2 separate regions of the Drosophila melanogaster genome follow, and region 1 is linked to region 2. The links are chromatin contacts, called in public targeted proximity ligation maps. All regions are on one chromosome and are shown on one strand. The core of a region is the stretch at or near the end of the contact, and the rest is flanking DNA. Distances in the headings are between cores, read along the strand shown. Region 1 holds the start of cno (canoe). Region 2 holds the start of RabGGTa (Rab geranylgeranyltransferase subunit alpha).

Evidence for each region.
Region 1: a contact with region 2 is called in a targeted proximity ligation map of the Kc167 cell line, with 7 times the contacts expected there. A contact is called at or near these places in 15 of 107 Hi-C or Micro-C datasets (the Clone 8 cell line, the D17-c3 cell line, the Kc167 cell line and 4 more) and 3 of 7 datasets of targeted methods (all in the Kc167 cell line).

The regions. Positions count from the first base shown.
Region 1 is chr3R:5,215,593-5,219,194 of dm6, forward strand. cno (canoe) reads right to left here and starts at 1,864. Exons shown (of 20, transcript NM_001316565.1): 1 at 1,341-1,864. Prosbeta2R2 (Proteasome beta2 subunit-related 2) reads right to left here. Exons shown (of 3, transcript NM_141258.4): 2 at 3,179-3,358; 3 at 2,159-3,113. The coding sequence ends at 2,417.
Region 2 is chr3R:5,126,759-5,130,288 of dm6, forward strand. It overlaps RabGGTa (Rab geranylgeranyltransferase subunit alpha), which reads left to right and starts at 1,329. Exons shown (of 1, transcript NM_141255.3): 1 at 1,329-3,181. The coding sequence starts at 1,410. The coding sequence ends at 2,957.

The sequences.
Region 1 (3,602 bases), core at 614-3,113, 89 kb after region 2:
GCCTGCTCTCCTTTGGCGCCCTTATCAGCTGATGTCAACGAAACTGCATTGTGGCATTACAATTTTGGTTTATCTCGCTCGGCTGTTTGTGGGGCAAGAGAGCCCGCGATAAGGTCATTGGAATGTGGAGCGCGCCCATTGATGACAGCGCAGGTAACACTTTTTACACCGTCAAATCTTGCTCGTTTTAATTCCCAAATTAAGGGGAACAAGAACCAAAATAAAGCCCATGAGTCATGTGAAAACACGAGAAGTACAAAGTTCAGCTGCACAAATTTGCAGTCGCAAGCAGTGAGGTGTGTGTGTGAATAAGGCGAAATTGGAGCTGGCGCGAATGAGAAACAGAGAAACGAGCTTGTGGAGCCACAGTGGTCGCTCTTTTGCTCTACTCGCCGTTTTCATTTATTTTAATAAGTCAAAGGAATAAGAATAATATCGTAATTCGAAAATAAGATTTCTTTAAACATCGCATTCAAGACCGATAATAACAAAACAATCAACTATGAACTAGTATGCTTGAAAGGCAAAATCACAAATTGGAGACATCTTAAATGTATAGGTTCTAGTTTGGCCTGCCCCACTGTACCGCGCTATCAGTGTTTCTCCGATTGTTGTTGTTCTCTTGCGGTGTGCAAGACAACAACAACAGTACAATGACCGAAAAGTTACCATGCAAAAACTGAGAGAGGGAGTGGGAAAACAGAATTGTTAGCCGCGACAAAAATCGTAGTAGAAAAGTAAGCACTACTACTAAAACCTGTTAGTCAGAGCAGAGCACTAAAAATTCCGATCTTCCAGTGGCGCTCTCTACTGGAGATATTTCTGTTGCTTGGTTTTATCACCCTCTCTCTCTCTCTATCGCGCGCGCGCGCTCTTTGTGGAAACAGGTATAACTGTTTGGCGTGAGGGAGCACGAAACTCCAGTGGAGACTTCTTCGCATCGCCAGCGAAACAAACGATCAAAATGAATACTCTGATAACGTGTGAAGGTGAGCAACAAAATAAAGTATAAGAAAATACCGCCACGAAAACAACAACAATAGAAATGTCGACGCACCCTTTTCTTTTTCTCGCAAAGAACGAGGAAATGGAGAAGCGCAAAACCACATCCCGCTTAAAGAGTCCCTTTCCCCCGCTGGAAGTGGAAGGAAAGGCAGCTTAAAGAGGAGCGGGTGGCTTCCAGTATGTGGAAAACAAAGCAGACGCCATTGGAATGCCGTCGTTTTTTGTTGTTGCTAAGCCGGACATGGCAATTGTTGCTTTTGTTTTCGAGAGGGGGTGGTGAAACTCATAAATATCAGCTATGGCGAGGGGGTGGGGGCAGTCTTTGTCTGACGTACCGTACTTTTAATTTCTTGTCGCCCGGTTTAATCCAATTTATCCAGCTTTGAATTCCAAGTGGGAGCGAAGAATGAGCGGCGTTGTCCTCCTTTTTTTAGTCTTGCGCACTTTTGCACTGCACTGTGGGGCCGGCTAATTTAATTAAGCCCGCAATTAAATATTGGTTAACTCTGTCGATGTGTTGTTGCTGCTACGTAGTTGTTGTTTAACTTGTTATTGCACATTTCACGTCGCGGCGCGGCGGCTGCGCAGTCGACGTCGGCGTCTAAGATAGCCAAGTGCGCAGGGAAATGCGAATACAAATGTTGCGGAGAAATCGAAATCGCGAGACTGACCAAATCGAAACGAATCAAATCGACAACCGCACACACACTGCGATTTCAAGACGGGCGAAGAGCAGAGAATAACAAAGATCACCGCACTTGTTGCGAATTTGTTGTCAATTTCATGAGAATCAAGAACTCAAGAAACGCGAGCAACGCGCGCCTTCGACATTTTTCCGCGGTGTGACCGCAGGCAGGATTGCGCAGAATACAGGCAGTATGACCGCAGAGCCACTTGTTGATAAAGCCAAATTTTTGCATGTCCTAAATTTGCCACCGATACGGCGTAGCACATTCATCAACCACTCAGCAAAGACTACAACCATCCGATCTAACTTTTTCAAATTTTTAGATTTGTTTTGTCCATTCTCTTACGTATTTTTTACTTTATTTAAAAATTTTAATTTTTTATGTCATAGCAGATAGATCCTTTTTGACGGGAAAACAGTTTTAGGGCTTGTTTCGCGGCCTTTAATCTTCTGAAAACCTTTTTTGATAATTTGGTTTATTTGGATTTTAAATAATTTGGTTTAATTTGATTTAATCCATCTACGTACAAATATCCGGGTAACAGAGCTCTTTTCCTCCTGGTGGAAGGTCGTGCTCGAAACAAAAAATGTGTAATTTGCACAAGATAACGCAACAAGCTTCAATTTCCAGATGGAAAGTTTGAAATCACGGTAACTCACTAAACGCTTACGACCAATCAAGAAATTTGTGGTAAGGATATTGAGGATCACCCAAGCCGGGTCCTATCTCCCTCCGCGTTTCTTTCTTTTGGCCTCCGGCTCGTCCAGACTGTTGGATCTGCGCGGGGCCTCCTGCCCTCTGGCGGCACCACTAGTGCCTGGTCCTCGCCCTGGCTCCTGGCTACCTCCTGGCTCGGGCAGAGCTAGGGCGCCCCGCCACGAAAGCACCGGATGCACCAAGGTGGATAGAATGGTGGTTCGGCCGGGCTTGGGTGACAGGCGATAGGTGCGAGTTGGTGGGACCTGGCGGGGGAGCTGCTCGGGCCATTGCACCGAGAAGTCGCAGCGCACGACGCAGAGGCTGACCTTGCCTCCGGAGCACAGGTCGTTCTTCATGCCCGCGGCCACGGCGTCGCAAGCCAGGGCGCAGGCGGACTCCTCGGAGAGGTCCTCCGACCACCGTGACTCCAGGATGGACATGGATACCTGGTAGCCGGAGCCGATGGACGTGAAGGGCGCCGTGTCCGTGGAGCCGTCGCTGCGAGTGCAGAAGAGATGCGCTCCGGTGTTATCCGCGCCGCCTATGATCATGTCGGCATCTATATTCCCGTTGAAACGGAACAGCAGCTGCCGTATCATCTGGTTGGCACAGCACACCGGCACTTTGCGGAACCCAGTGTTCATCCGGTGAAGCTCCAGCTGCGCCCGCGTCAGTTCCACCAGGGCTTTCGTGTCCCGAGCGGTTCCAGCTCCCGCGGCACTGTGTGGTTTCAAGGTACCATTATATTATGTCTATGGCGTACTCATAGATAGCTAGATGCTCACAAAATGTTGGCCTGCAGCTCAATAATTTTGCGGCACGTCTTTGAGAAAACTATGCCGCCGCTGGTAGCCCTGGACTCGGCGCCTATGATTACTCCGCCGTCGAACACGATGCCCACCACAGTGGTGCCAGTAGTAAAGCTATTCGGCTCCTCAAGGCCATTCTCTTTTAGTTGTTTGTTGCTGCGGACGAGAATTGAACACATAAGCAAAAGTCGCCACAGCGAAGTGGCTGCACTACAAGATACCCCGTGTCAGCAACTCTTTATTAAATATTGCGATTCAAACATTGGCAAACCTAAATGCCATCTCTTTCAACCAAATGGGAATTCGGTGAATCTTAGGGGAGCCAAAATGCTTATCTCGTGTATCAATGGGCAATGAATTGATTCATTTTTCAAAAGAGCGGGCTTACCCAATTTTTTTC
Region 2 (3,530 bases), core at 79-2,578:
CATCCTGTTACATACTTATCAAGGAATCTACTAATCCCTCTATATAAGTTACGTGTATTAAATTGAGGTTTAAAGTAGTTTCGCTGCGCCACACCCTGAAAATTATATAAAAAAGTTATTCTATTATCCATTATTATTAAAAAATAAAAATTTTATTTAAGAAATAATTTAATTAATAATAAATAATATTAATAATTTTAAATCGTTTATGCAAACAACACTGCGTTTTACTCTTAAGACATCAAATAAAGCGCCACCTTGCGTCCAAATCACTAATTCCACTTTTACTAGCTAGCTAAGTGCCACCTTCCGGATGTTTCGGGGTTCGATACAATGAACTTGTGTAAGATTGCATATGTCAAGACAATGCCTGAGTGCTACGAAATCTTATTAAATGTAAAATGTGCTACGAACTTTATAAATCAACGAAAATATGATGGCACGGCTCATTTTTGAAAGGAAAAGGTACAAGACTTCTGTAGTAATTGCTTGTCAACAATCGGGTCAAAAAATGTTCAATTAACATGAGATTAGATATCAGATTATATATAATTATTAGAAACTTATGCTGAGCTAATACATCCCATAAAACTTTTTTTTTCCTACACCGGAATTTAAAAATAAAGCGCTTTCGCATTTTAAGGTGTTTTCTCAGGCACCATCCCGATTTCTAAGGATGTGTTTCGATTAAAAACTGTTGAACTTGGGATGGCGAAGTGTGAAAGTACGTTACTTTCAAAATGAGATGTAAGATTGCTTTCAAAGATATTGAAGAAATCTTTTTGAAATAAAGAGTGGAATTTTAAAATTTACACTTTTTGGGAAAATAATTATTGTTTTGTATTTGCTGTAAAGGTAATAGATATCATATTTTGATAATATTTGTTTTCAATTCGCATCTTAAAATTGAATTTATGTTTTCCTTTGGAATACATATATTCCATGGCCTCTTCTATATTTTAAATTGAATTGCAATGACTATAAAATCGATTAGTTGTTAAGTTGTTTGAATGAATGATATGCACCTATTTTGTATTGCGTTGCAGAGGTTTGCATATTCTGTTAATTTTGTATATAAATTCGGAGTCTCGCCACTAAAATGCTTCCTGATTTGAGTATTTTGGCTGTTTACACGCCAATTACAGTATCATCTATTGGTAATTTTCAAATTGTTGAATATAAATTGTTGAATGAATTATAAACAATACGATTTTACTTAAGTAAGGAAATTGGGAAATTTTATTTTTTATTTCCAGTGCATGGAAAGGGTATTTCTTGAAAGTAAATTGGCATACGACGGTATTTACTTGTAGGACGGTTGGTATTTTTTATCGTTCCCGGCGCGGCCACACTGCTGACTAATAATTTTCGTATTTTGTAAATATTGGACTTTAATTCAATTCAGGGCAATGCACGGACGCGTAAAAGTGAGGACCACGGAGGAGGAGCGCGAGCGGAAGAAGAAGGAGCAGGCTCTGAAAGTCCGGGCCTACCGTGCAGCCATGGGAAGGATTCAGAAGAAGAGGGAGGCGGGTGAGCTGGACAACGAAATGCTCAGCCTGACAGTTCAGATCTTGCTGCGGAATCCGGATGTCAGCATGCTGTGGAACATCCGCAGGGAGTGCGTGCTGGAGAAGCTGTTCAGGCTAAAGGAAGAGGAGGCCACGTGCGAGACGCCCAGCGAGGAGAAGCCAGAGAAGGAAAACCAAACCGGTGAGAATAAGCCGAGTGAAAAGAAGGCCGCTGGCGAGGACAAGGCCCATTCCATTTTCACCTGCGAACTGGACCTCACCGAGCAGTGCCTAATGGTCAACCCGAAGTCCTACAACGCCTGGCACCACCGCTGCTGGACCCTGGAACAGAATCCCAGGGCGGACTGGCAGCAGGAGGTGAAACTGTGCAACAAGTACCTCAAATTCGACGAGCGCAACTTCCACACCTGGGACTACAGGCGCTATGTGACCGGCAAGGCCATGGTGCCGGCCACCCAGGAGCTGGACTTCTGCACCGAGAAGATCAGGGCTAACTTCTCCAACTACTCCAGCTGGCACCACCGCAGTCTCCTGCTTCCGGAGCTCTACCCCAACCAGCAGAGAGACCGGCCCATGAGTGAGGAGAAGTTGCAGAAGGAGCTTGAAATGGTGCTGACCGCTGCTTTCACGGATCCTAACGACAGCAGTGCTTGGTTCTACCAGCGCTGGTTGCTGGGCAGCGGCGCCCAGTTGGATCGGGCTCCAAGGATAGCTGCTTTTCGACTGGAGTCACATGGAGCAGTCCTCGCCCTTGACAAGCCCTACCCAGATATAAAGCAATTGAAGACTGAGCTAGTTGGGGGAGGACAAACGATTTTACTGGAGTTCTGGCTACCAGTGGACAAGCGTGGAACCAGTTGGAAGTGTCAGCAGAACTTCGATTACCAAAGAAACTCAGCTTACTCCCTTAGGCTCTCCGATCAGAAGGTTGACCTCTCGCCTCTGTCTGGCTCGGAAAACGGAGCCTATTACATTGCGCCGCCACACGGCACTACGAGTTGCAGCAAGGATCTCCTGGCGGAGCTGCAAACGCAGCTGCAATCCTGCCTAGATCTTCTGGAGTTTGAGCCGGACAGCAAGTGGACCCTACTAACAAGTGCCCTTCTAATGCGTGCTATCGATTTCTCAGCCAATCACGAAACGAGCTTGGCGCACTTGGCCAAGTTGGAAAAGGTGGATTTTTTAAGAGAGGGTTACTACAAGGACCTCGCTGCTAGGTGGACCTTGGAGTGGGAGCTTGCCAAGTGGCCCCAATCGGCCGACTTTCCCAAAAGATTTGACATAGCGAATGCCGTACTGCTGGAATCGCTTCCTTATGATCAATACTTAGTCATCGCTGATGAAATAACCTTGCCCAACAAACTGCGAGACAAATTGGGGGAATCAGTGCCCAAAACGTTTGCAGACTTGAAGTTGCAGTCATAGACCATTGGTGAATTGGTTTCGATAAGATAAGCCATATTTTACATTTGGTGCTGAACCGTTTTTGGTGATGTTGAAAGCCTTGAAAGAAGTGCAATCAATCGCTAAATTCCATTTTGAAATTATTCCTATTTATTCCTTGTACGAGTATGAGAAGAAATGTTATGTACATTACTAATACATATTTTTACTCTCTTTGTATATCGATGTGCAAATATACGAATAGTAAAATATCCGAGTTTAATTTTCCAGTAAATGGTTGCTAATAAGGAAATAACCAAGACGAGGTCGATTTCGATTGGAAATGAGAGTTTATTTTTATATGCTCCATGCTTACCAAGATGGATTTCCTATTCTTAGGAAATTCAAACAAATTGAACATGAATTTTAGGAAAAGTTCTTAAAACGCTCTTTGTCGGAATTCACACAACACAAATTTGCTTCTATCCGCAAGTGAAATCGATGACATCCGCAGCCATCCATTATCGAATGTTCCACGAGTTAAATGGGAAAACCATCAACACTGCTGCATGGAAACGCTGGCTACTTTAAGCGGTCCCGGAATCTGCCACAATG